4 separate regions of the Mus musculus genome follow, and all the other regions are linked to region 3. Evidence: chromatin contacts called from public promoter capture Hi-C data. All regions are on one chromosome and are shown on one strand. Each heading gives the region's core, a stretch centred on a gene start, on an enhancer-like site or on the middle of the called end of the contact. The rest is flanking DNA. Distances are from core to core; before and after follow the strand shown.

Region 1 (2,843 bases), core at 331-2,830, 450 kb after region 3:
TATGACATGATTTGCATATCTCTGAAGATAAATGCCTTTTACAATGTGGCAGAAGCACTGTTTAAGTGAAAACTGTTAATAAAAATGATTAAGCTTACCATAATTGTTTCAAGTGCATGCTGTACATTGTTCATAATGTAAGAAACGCCGCTCCTAAATTTCTGTAAGAGGGGAGGTCATTAGAAGACTCTTAGCTGTCACACAGGCACCCAATGATGAGGGGTTCAGCTCTGCAACTGAACATTCAGAATAACAGTAGTACCACACAGAGGAAATGTCACAGTCACGGGGCTTAGTACTCTTGTGGAATACAGAAACACAAAGATACTTTCTGTATAATTATTTTCTGGTAGTGGCATTAAACCCAGGGCTTTAAAAAATACTTCTAGTGGTACATTAACTTATAGCATAACAGTGGATGGTATAGTGTTTCTGTAGTATACTTTTCAGTGCATGCTTGTATCATGTGTGCTTGAAGAAGAATTCAACACTTGTATTCAAAGTCTGACCTATTGTCTGATTTGTGTTAAGTCCCTGGAAGATTTTAAGTACTAGTCCGTGGGTAAATCAGCATGAGGATTAATTAGACATCTTCAGAACTTCAAAGCACAGTTTGGGACACTTCTCACAGCCACAGTGCCAGTGGCTTGTCAACTCCATGGTCATTCCCAGCCTTAGCTCAGAGACTCACAGATGTCAGTCTCAGTTTTGACAGTGGCTTCCCTCAGCCTCTGAGAGATGTTATTTGCACTCAATGGTTTAGGGTCAGGACTCTGACTCACTTGTTTCTAAGGAAACATACTACAAATGACTGGAAACTCCACCCCTTTAAGCTTAGAAACAAAAACAAAAAACAAAAAACAAAAAAAAAAGGAAAGAAAAGAAAGAAATCCCTTTTGCTTACTCTTAAATTCTACATGTCTACATGATTGAAAATATTTAAGTGGTGCTAAAATTGTTGTGGGATTGTACATAATGTTAATAGCGATTATTCTAGTCCAAAAGACAAATGAACAAACTAACAAACAAGCTAGCTGATTTCCCAGCATTTGACATGTTTAAAGGAACTCAGATTCACTTTCACTTTCAGTAATTTTTCTTCCTCCCTCCTTCCCTCTCTTTGTCTCCCCCATCTTTCTCCTTCCTTTCTCTCTCCTTGTCCCTCCAAATTCTCACCTTTTTCGTTCTATTTTTATTCTTTCACAGTACAGAGAAATGATTTTTAAACGATTCATGTCCACTTCTGAATTGCACAATTGCTTGCTAACTTTGTGTAACACAGTGGGGCTGGCAACTTCACAAAACAAACACTAATGGACAAAAAAGGACTGAAACATAAGAGAATGATTTCAAAACCACACCCTTTTCACCCTACATTTTGAAACACCCACAAGAAATGGCACCATTTATCAATCTCTACCTGAGAAGTCCTGAGACCCTCCTCCCATGAGCAAACCCCTCATTCCTGCAGTGCTGGTTGAGTCATCCCTCCAACCCCACCCCAGTTAGGAACTCTTTTAGTTTCACTTTCACTGTCTTAAGCATAAATAAAGAGCGAACTCCTCACAAGTTCTCTGGCAAAAATCTGGAACTTCCCGGGTTACTACAGGGTCTATGTCACAGTGCCTGTGAGAGAGGACAGAGCACTCTGCAGCCAGCCTCAGAGGCAAAGCTGACCAGCATTGAAAAGCTGCTTCTTCTTCTTCTCTAAAGGATTTCTCTTCAGGTAAGACAGAGGCAGGGGTGGAAAACTGTTTAGCAGACTGCTGGTTTACCCTAACCAGAGGAGGCTGAAACCAGCACAGATGTGTGTGGCCCAGGGCTAGGTGACAGAGGCAGACTTTACCCTAGATGTCCCTGTCCCTACTAGGGCAAATTAATTAAACTCTGGGAAAGAAGACTTCACACTGAGAGCATAAGTGTGTTGAGGTTCATATTGCTTTCTCGGTACCATTTTATATCATTCTTACTATTTAATGATACTCAGACAAAGTTCCTGAACTTGTTGCCAGTGTCTACCTAAATAAGTTAGGCTGCTTGGAATTCATAAAAAGAGACAGTTTCCCCCATTGAAAAATCTATTGAGCTACAATATCTTTGTGTATACTATTTTGAATACACACACATTATTTATTCCTTGAGAACATCATATATGTCATGTGTTTTTGATTGTGTATATTCCCTACTCTTTCCTCCATCTCCTCCCACCCACCCCTCACTCAGTTTCATGTCCTCATTTAATCAAGTCACTGCAGCTCATTCAAACGTGGGCATAAGGCCACCTAGTGGAATTCAGGTAACTTAACAGGGGCCATTTACTGAAGAAAACCAACCCTGGAGTCTGTAGCAGCCATTAACTGCCATTATCATCTCAGTTATGCTCTGGGCTTCCCGGGACTCTCACCAACCTATGGTAGAATTTTGATTTATGCATTTTTTCTTTTTTCTTTTGTTTTGTTTTCAAAATAGTGTGTCTGTGTAGCCCTGGCTGTCCTGAAACTCACTGTGTAAACCAGGCTGTCTTCAAACTCAGAGATCCATGTGCCTTTGCTTCCCAAGTGCTGGATTGAAGGCATGTGCCACTAACCACCCGCCTTTATGCAGGTTTTCTATAGGCAGCCACAGCTGCTGTGACTTCATGAGTTCAAAAACTATATCATGTTCCAGAAGATACTGGTTCACCTTAAAGCAATGCATATAGTCCATGTGATATTTGTGGCATAAATACCACTGTGAACTGAAAGAAACCAAACCTTTGGGAGGAATTCTCTAGGGTAACATAGGAAAACTATGAGCTGTGTCTGGAAGACTGTGCTGGTAGAGAGTACCACAGCACTGGGAAT
Region 2 (2,700 bases), core at 60-2,559, 390 kb after region 3:
TCACTTGTCGGTCCAGTAGGGAGATATAGTTTTTTCTTATGATCAAGGAAGGAATAAAGCACAAATTGATACTCATATGTATTATATAAGGACTTCAACCTAACCAGCCTTAAAGGATAGTTAATGATAACTTGTAGCAGTTAATAATAAAAGCATATCTGTTGTAGCTCACCTGGAACTCTATTAACTGAAAAGTCAGTCTGTCTATGTCTTGTTTTTAATGTTGAAAGTTTGCTTTTTGCATGAATTATTTGAAAGTAGTCTATACATGAAGTACATGAAGTAGTCTGAGCACAGCCAACTTAGCATACATGAACCCCGTCCCACATATTGTATATATATTTTGAGACAAAATTTTCATGTAGCCCAGGCTAGCCTCAAGCTTAATATATAGCTCAGAATGGTTCCCCTGCCTCCACTTCCATGGCCAGTTCACATAGACAATATTTTAAATAATTCATGAAAGCAGGAAACTTTTATAGAACAGATTTTTTTTACTTGTGATTTTATGTCAGAACTCAAAAAAAAATCAGTATTGGGAGGATTTGGAAGTTTGGATTTGTAGATTAGGAATGAACACTTGTGTTGGACAAATGGCAAACAAAGAAAGAGAGTAGTTTGAGACATCCCCAGAAAGACAGGCAAAGCATACTGGGAACTTCCTGTCAGTCAGAGTAGAGAAGGAACAGCCCAGAGTTGTTAGCTCTACTGACAGACCTGACTGAATCATGCATTGTTCTTGCCAAGCAAGCTGCACTGTAAACAGTGGCCATCTCTATAGTTCACCATCTTTATAACACTTTGGTTAAAGACTCTAACAGGGAGCTGACAGCAGATATGCACTTTAAGGAAACTGGGGACTTGTTTTCCTTTAACAAAAAGGCTAGGATACCCAGGGCTTGAGCAATCATCTTTGACTCCCTAAACAAAGCTGGTTCATGTCAGGACACAGTTTCAGTTTCTATTTCCCAGATCCCTGGAAAACACAAGAAAGGGAGGAGAAAGGGCTTTTCTGCTGGGGGGAAGTCCAGTCGTCGCCTTTGGCTCGAATTCACAGCCTGAGTTCAGGTTGTATAATGACTGCTATTTTCTCCTGCTGCATCTGAGGGAGCATTTCCTCTGAAATGTGTGGAGGGAAAGGAGGAGGCCACACTGCTGATTTAGACTGCAGTCTAAATCCAAGAGGGCAGGGGACCCAGAAAACGCAATGACAATCATTGATTAGTAGTGTTCCCTGGTGAGTACTACAGACAGACTTGTGTGCCAAGTGTGATTCTGTTTTCTCCTTTTTTTTTTTTTTTTTTTTGCATCGGTGATGGAACACACTGTAGGAAAGAAAAAAAGTCTCAATCTGCAAGATGTGGCGGGGTGATAACTGCAGAAAGTTCGGGGGGATCTGGGAAATTCCTCAGCTCAGCTGAGGTCACAAATTCTGTTATTTTGTTCAAGCCCTCAACGACTGACTGAGTCATCAAGCAAGGAGCATGGTTTCGATTTCAGTTCCTTTTATCTCAATTTGTGTTTGGGCGGCTGTTACTTTGCCACTTCTAACAGTGGCTGCTCCAAGGAGCCTGGAGCAGTAGGAAGCTCAGGGAAAGAACTAAGTTGGCTGAGGACTGTCCCTGTTACAGAGCCAGTGCCTGGGTGAGTAACCACATGTGTTTCTCTCAACAGACGCTGCCGGCGAAATTGCCAGGACATCTCCATTCTGGGGTGGCAGACTCACCCTGGTGGGCAAGCCAGTGCAAGCTGCAGACCTCACAGGGTCTTGTGGCCATTTGCAGAGCGCCACCTGGCGGGCCAAGCGTGCATGTACTGCTTTTCTTGGGTCTTCATTCAATAACCCCTCTGGCTTGGGAGACAATGACCAAGGCCCATCCTTGGTGGTGAGAGCCTGGTACCCAGGAGCCAAACTCAGTAGTACTGCAGCCTCTTGTAGGGTAGCTTCCCCCAGTTTGCTTCCTTGTGTCCGCAATGTTTTCTTGATAGCAGACATCTGTCCTCAAAGGTGTCACTAAGAGGCTTCATTTTATCTTATTTTGCTGGAGTCAGTCCCTGTTTTATTTATCTGAATTCAACCTCCAATGTCCCTACCTCGCTCTATACTTACTTTATTCTAAGGCGTGTGTGGGCGCACGGGCACGTGTGTGTGTGTGTGTGTGTGTGTGTGTGTGTGTGTGTGTGTTCATTTTCTGCTTCGTTTTCTCTCCCATTTGAACAGAGGCTCACCAAGGTAGGAAATTGCACTCATTTAGTTTATTCTTTGATAACAGCCACCTAAGGCAGTGCCCAACACACACCCGGCAAACTTCTCATACTGAAACAGACTTCAAATTCTCTCAGAATGCCAGGAAACCTTTCTACCCACTTTGCAACTTTGCCACGTGCGTTTTTGCCTCACCCGCTGCAAAACCCGAGTGCTCTCAGTCTCAGACATCAGTGTTGTTGGCTTTCTCATGTTATTTTTTAAGAAGCCGGAGAATACTTTTCATAGTTCAAAGAAGAATCGTGATATATTCTATGAGAAATACTGTAACAGGTTTGGGAAGGCTGAGTTCATTTCCCACTTTAGAAACATACAGAACTTGAGATACGTGTTGCGCAAACAAAAACCGACATGTGTCTGCCTTGGGTGATGACAACAGACGATTTTAAGATCCCATATTTCAGTGAGCGACTGTTCTGGGTTACAGGGTTCTG
Region 3 (2,700 bases), core at 106-2,605:
ATTGATCCCTGGAATGTCTCATATTTTTTAAATTACTGACAAATCCTTTCCTATTTTCTTTGCAGTTAGACATAATTCTCCTTGATCGGCAGAATGTAAAGAGGTATAAAAGTACAAAGTTGAAATCACTTTTTCTTAAAACATAAGTGCCCCGTTGACATAGACCATTTCTCTTAACTTCCCTCAAAACAATAATTAGAGAAGTTGTGACCAAGAGCCCCAAAAATATGCATATGAAAAGCAAAGACTTAGTCTCAGTGAGGACAGCAAGAGGCTCTCACACCGAGGGCTTTTTCATATTATTTTTCAAATGTTCTTCAGCTGAACTCCATCGTGAGGACTCATGGAGCCTTTTGTTTTTCCAGAATCCAGGAGCCTTCTCTCAGGTGGTTCCGCTTCACTGCGGATATGTCTGGGACCTTCTGTTACTCAGCTGCCTTCTTCTGTTCTGTTTCACTGGCACCTTTGTGGCCCCTCACAGTAACTGACCTCACCTTGGGGGAAGGTGACTAAGAAAAGAGCAGTCCCTAATAACTCAAAGAAGCCACAAGGTCCCCATTCAGAACACAGAGCACTCAGCCTCCTTGGAGAGGCTCAGAGAAACTAGATACCTGCCGCCCTGCACAACTTCCGGAGGGTCTTTCTCCAATGTCAGAAAAACCTCACCCTGCAGAGAACCGATGGGAATAGTGTAGAGGGACAGGAGGAAAGGACAAGAGGTGGGGAAAGTCAGCTACTAAGTATGGGATCACGTTGGAAAGACTCGGAAGAGGAGAGGGCTGAGAGGATGGAGTGACTAAGGGGCAGGGGAGAGCGCGAGAGGACCGAAGAGTGTGGTTGTCCCATGAGCGCCTTGGCTCTCCCAGCGGGTCCGAGGAGCAGGCGAGGCAGGTGGCTGGTCCCGAGCTCGGTGCCCCTTGGCGTCCCCCCAAGCGCTCGTGGCCCGGGAGCGCCCCGCTGTCCGGGTGTCCCGCTCCCCGAGGAGCACGTGTCCCACCCCGATCGCCGCACAAAGCGCGGGCTACCCTGGAGACCCCCGATCCGAACTCCCAGGCCCCTTCCCAGCGCCCCTTACCCGCCGCCGCTTCCCAGGTCCCGGGTCCTCCGCGCCCTCACTACGAGCACCACGCCGGCAACTTCTGCCGCCGCCGCTGCCTCTGCCGCCGCCGCCGTAGCTCCTGTCCCTCCTCCCGCTCCGCCGCCGCTGGAATTTTTCTCACTCGCCCTCTCCAGCTCCCACTAGTGACTGCAGACTGCGAGCCAAGCACTTAGCGCAGGGATTACGCGGCCCGGCGCCTGGAGCGGTCCCAGCCACCTCCAGAGCCGTCCTCAGAGCATCCCTGGCGCTGCAGCCGGACAAACGTCCCTGGCTGGTCCAAAAGCCTTGCCACACGCCCCCTTCAGCTTCCAGAAACAAAAGCGCGAGGAGGCAGCGCGGAATGGTGCGAGCTGGGACCGACTCCAAATGGCAGAGCGCGGTGAACTTCAACTTCTCCGGGGCCAGCGACACTTTGGAGAAGTTATGGAAACGTTGGTCACACACCTCATAAAAAAGGGGAGGGGAGTGCACATCAAATTAGATCCACAGTCTCGGGTGAGGGGTTAGAAATCTTGAGGCATGGAGTGAGGCTTCCTAGGAAAATGAAATTTTTCCTTAATACAGATATTTTGAAATTGTAAACAATGAAAGGCAACGCAAAAAATTCCACTTGTGTTCGATGAAATTTTACAGTTTGGCTTGAGAAAGCATTTGACATCTTTACTCTGTGGTCTCCTGGCTAAGTCTGTAAGTGTTTCGACTCTTGGAGAAATGAATATAAAGTAAGGTGATTCGGCTTCTCCGGAGATTTGGGGAGCATAGCTAACCTCTTTCAACTCAGCCATTTTGCCAACTGTTTCCCAGGGCGGTATCTCATGAATTCCAAATATCTTTTCTTCCTAATGCCTGATGCCCAGTTTCCACCATAATTCATTTCCTCACTTTTTTTTAAATTCCAAGCATGTTGAGCAGCCCCGTTTGTCCTCGTTAGAAGTGTGACTTAAGTTTTATTTTGTGCCACTCGGAAGTGAATTTCTTATGAGTTTCTCATTATGATCTATTTCATTCCTACCATTTTATTTCATCCCCTTTCTTCTGAAATTGTTCCAGCTGAATCAGACGTTAAATAAAATATTTTCACCTGTAAATATAAGAGACCTACAGGTCCCTCTTAGGAGCAAGTGGGGTCCCTGGTGTTTATTAATGAGTTGGTAAATGGTGGGTATATTTATCCTGAAATGACAGTGTCGCCAAGGGAGTCTGCCTGCCCCATCGTGTATCCATGTTATAGTCCCTGAAGCCAGACTGTAAGACGTTGTCTAGAAGTTTTCTAAGTAGGTAAATTGCTTGTTGGTGTCTCTTTATTGGGCCCTTGCTGACCCCAGGTGTCAGGACTTAGAGCTGAAAGAACTGCAAAGGTGGAATCCAACCTGTTGCCTTCACTCTGTGAGTCAGAGATAACCCCACCCCCTCCCCTTCTGCATCGTCTTTCTCTTCTTTCCTAACTATAAGTATGTGACCAGTGAACTTGCCTTCTATCTGTCCCCCAATCAGACTTTCTGTCATTTTCGTCTCCTGACATTAGTTTTAAATAGGAAAGAAACTTGAATAGATCTACCCCTGTGATGTAGGAATTACTAATAACATTTACTAGACAGAAG
Region 4 (2,700 bases), core at 140-2,639, 330 kb after region 3:
GTCTGGAGAAGTGATCGAGTCCATGGAAAGGAAGTCTGGTAAAGGAATCCCACAGAAAAAACAATATTTTTTGAAAAACTGATATAATAAAAACAAAACCAACCAACCAACCAACCAACGAACCAAAGAAGACACTGGAGTGGAAGGCCATCCAATGCGCATGGATCAATACAGTTGTTATTGTGATAACGGTTAGGTTATTTTACCCAAAGTCACCAGTATAGGCGGTACCCACCATAAAGTCAAATGCTATTTCTGTCAAGCTTACAGGCAAGTGCAGTCTAAAGCGAGTATGCTTCCTTTTAGGAGAGTTAGACTCCAGAGAGCGTCAGAACAAAGTCCGCAAATATCCATGTACAACATTCAGCTTCTATATAACTGATCTTTATTGGCTACATATGACCAGACATTTCCTGAGTTTCCTTGTCCCAGTAGTGACAGCGTCATCTCCAGGACTTGTTAACATATTATTTTGGCTTGAATTCTAGACAAGTGAGATAGAAGATCTTTCTTGAAGCTCCGTTAAGGGAAGGCTATTTCTTCTTGGTAAAGCATAGCTATTTTATTGACCTATTTTAAAAAATTAGTTTAACCCACTCAGTGGCTTGAGTTTTGCTCAGAAGAATCGGACTTGGGTCACATCATCAGCAGATGTTCCAAACGGCACCAAACAGTATAAGATTAAAGCAGCTGCTTACAGCCTTTCTGTGACTGAGTCAGCTTGCTGGTGCAGTCTCTAACCCAGCAAGCGTGATTAGCTTTCTTTTCCTTTGCAATCTCTCCTTTCTGGTTTCCTGTACGGTTTGTCTGCTCTGCTAATTTTTTCCTCTCTCCAACTCCAAAAAAGTTATCCTCAGTTTTCCTAATTCTGTTCTTTATTTCTTTTATATATGGGATTCAAGAGTCCACAACATGACACCCTGAGTTCCTTGTTTAACCTACTACCAATGAAAACAACTTTTATCCTAAGTGGATGCAGAGACAATTGTAAGAAATGAGTCTTCAAATAGTACGTGAGGTTTCCCTTCAAAACAATTGTGATTCAAAACCATAAAAATTATCACCCTCGTTCAAAGGAATAAAATAAACAGCGCTTGAAACAATGACAAACGATGTCAACGTTCTCTTTCAGATTGTGGGCAACTTCTGGGAAATTAGTTCAGTGACATTCAAGCCTTCTGCTTTTGAAAATCCCCTTCAACTATACAGTCTGAACTTGTGTAGTTTCAATTTCAGTTTAGAGAACCCTTTTGCAGATTCCTGTTCTTGCGTTTCATAATCAAGTTCTCTCCCAGCTCTCTGGGAGAGGAAAGGAAATTCCCAGGGCTGGCCGTTATTTCTCAGAACCAAGCACAGATAAATAAGGGTGCAACGAGTTTGTCCTCTTGCAGAGTCCCGTTTGAAGCAGTGTTCTTACTGGCCCCTGCTCCCGCTCTTCAGTTTTTCTTAAGGTAAGACCTGGAGCAGGGGTGGGAAGAGACTGTTAGGAATTATTTTTTAGACTACTTTATCCAGGATGGGATGCATCCTAGCCTGGATGCTGGCTCAGCCCCATTAGAGATTAAACAGCAGTGTTCTCAGAGAAGCAGAATTCCTTGTCCAGCAGTCCGAGTGTTTATTCAGTGCCGTTATTGTTTCCTGTTAATGAGAGGGCAGAGTGTGAAGAGATTAAACTGAAAGGTAGAAATGACTTCCAACTGTTTATCTCCGCTTGTTCTAACTTCTTGGCATCCCTAGTTGCTGTTTAGAACAGAATCACCTCCAGAATAGCAGGCAACCATACTGTTTGCATGAACAATATAGCAGAGCATGAGCTGCGCAGTAAAAGGTCTGAGACTGGGGCTCTAACCAGCGCTCCCATTGTCGGGAAGTGAATTCCCAGACAGCAAGGCTCTATATGTGGGCCGATGCTTGTCCTCATTGGAGCTTGGGACAAATTCACAGCCAGAGCTGCGAGAGAGAGAGAGAGAGAGAGAGAGAGAGAGAGAGAGAGAGAGAGAGAGAGAGAGAGAGAGAACTCCAAGGCACACAGGAAGAGGTTTGCTGACAGCAGTGAGCATTTTCGCTGCACTGCCATCTCTTAAAGGTTCCGTGTTTGCTTTTCCTGGGCAGTCACTCACTTTTAAACCCCATTTGTGTTGGATTCTGTCTCTGCTACAATATTGTCTCTACCTTTATATGTTGACGAATCAAAAAATGACCTATTTGGCCGGTATGGTCTGGCTATGCGGATCGCTCCTGGGAACTCTTTTGACTTCTTGCTGTGTCCCGTGCCTCATGCATATCATACTTAAAGAACAGATAAGAATATAAACGCAAAAACTGAGCAAACACCAGAAGTTCATCTCCAGCACCTTTCAGTACTTTCAGATTTCTTGGTGACCTTCTTCCCTACAGTCCTCCCCTTGTGTGAACATTTCTCTTCTTCTCTTCTCTTCTCTTCTCTTCTCTTCTCTTCTCTTCTCTTCTCTTCTCTTCTCTTCTCTTCTCTTCTCTTCTTTTTTTTTATAATTATTTTATTTATGTGTGTGCCTGAGTGTATTTTAGTCCCCCAGGACTGGTGTTATAGGTAGTTGTGAGCCACCTGGTATGGGTTAAGGGAACAAAATCCAGGTCTACAAGAGCCTCAAGTGCTCTTAGTCACTGAGCCAATATCTCTAGCCCAACCCTCTACTGATATAAATGCATATTGATTTGGTT

What was found. Promoter capture Hi-C pulls out the DNA fragments that hold promoters and counts their contacts. Capture Hi-C pulls out chosen DNA fragments and counts their contacts.
Region 1: a promoter capture Hi-C map of embryonic stem cells shows a contact between it and region 3, with 5 times the contacts expected there. The contact joins the promoter of Gbp2 here to the promoter of Bmpr1b in region 3. A contact is called at or near these places in 5 of 39 promoter capture datasets (cranial neural crest, embryonic stem cells, liver and 1 more) and 2 of 115 datasets of contacts at active chromatin or transcription factors (both in embryonic stem cells).
Region 2: a promoter capture Hi-C map of adipose tissue shows a contact between it and region 3. The contact joins the promoter of Gbp3 here to the promoter of Bmpr1b in region 3. A contact is called at or near these places in 1 of 15 datasets of contacts at CTCF or cohesin (the NIH/3T3 cell line), 1 of 484 Hi-C or Micro-C datasets (embryonic stem cells) and 1 of 9 other capture datasets (adipose tissue).
Region 4: a promoter capture Hi-C map of adipose tissue shows a contact between it and region 3. The contact joins the promoter of Gbp5 here to the promoter of Bmpr1b in region 3. A contact is called at or near these places in 5 of 39 promoter capture datasets (cranial neural crest, embryonic stem cells, hippocampal neurons and 1 more), 1 of 15 datasets of contacts at CTCF or cohesin (the NIH/3T3 cell line) and 1 of 9 other capture datasets (adipose tissue).

What each region holds. Positions count from the first base shown.
Region 1 is chr3:142,619,083-142,621,925 of GRCm38.p6, forward strand. Gbp2 (guanylate binding protein 2) reads left to right here and starts at 1,581. Exons shown (of 11, transcript NM_010260.1): 1 at 1,581-1,726. Gbp2b (guanylate binding protein 2b) reads left to right here. Exons shown (of 11, transcript NM_010259.2): 11 at 1-94.
Region 2 is chr3:142,559,047-142,561,746 of GRCm38.p6, forward strand. Gbp3 (guanylate binding protein 3) reads left to right here and starts at 1,310. Exons shown (of 11, transcript NM_001289493.2): 1 at 1,310-1,644; 2 at 2,694-2,700.
Region 3 is chr3:142,168,070-142,170,769 of GRCm38.p6, forward strand. Bmpr1b (bone morphogenetic protein receptor, type 1B) reads right to left here and starts at 1,356. Exons shown (of 12, transcript NM_001277217.2): 1 at 1,076-1,356.
Region 4 is chr3:142,495,545-142,498,244 of GRCm38.p6, forward strand. Gbp5 (guanylate binding protein 5) reads left to right here and starts at 1,390. Exons shown (of 11, transcript NM_153564.2): 1 at 1,390-1,451.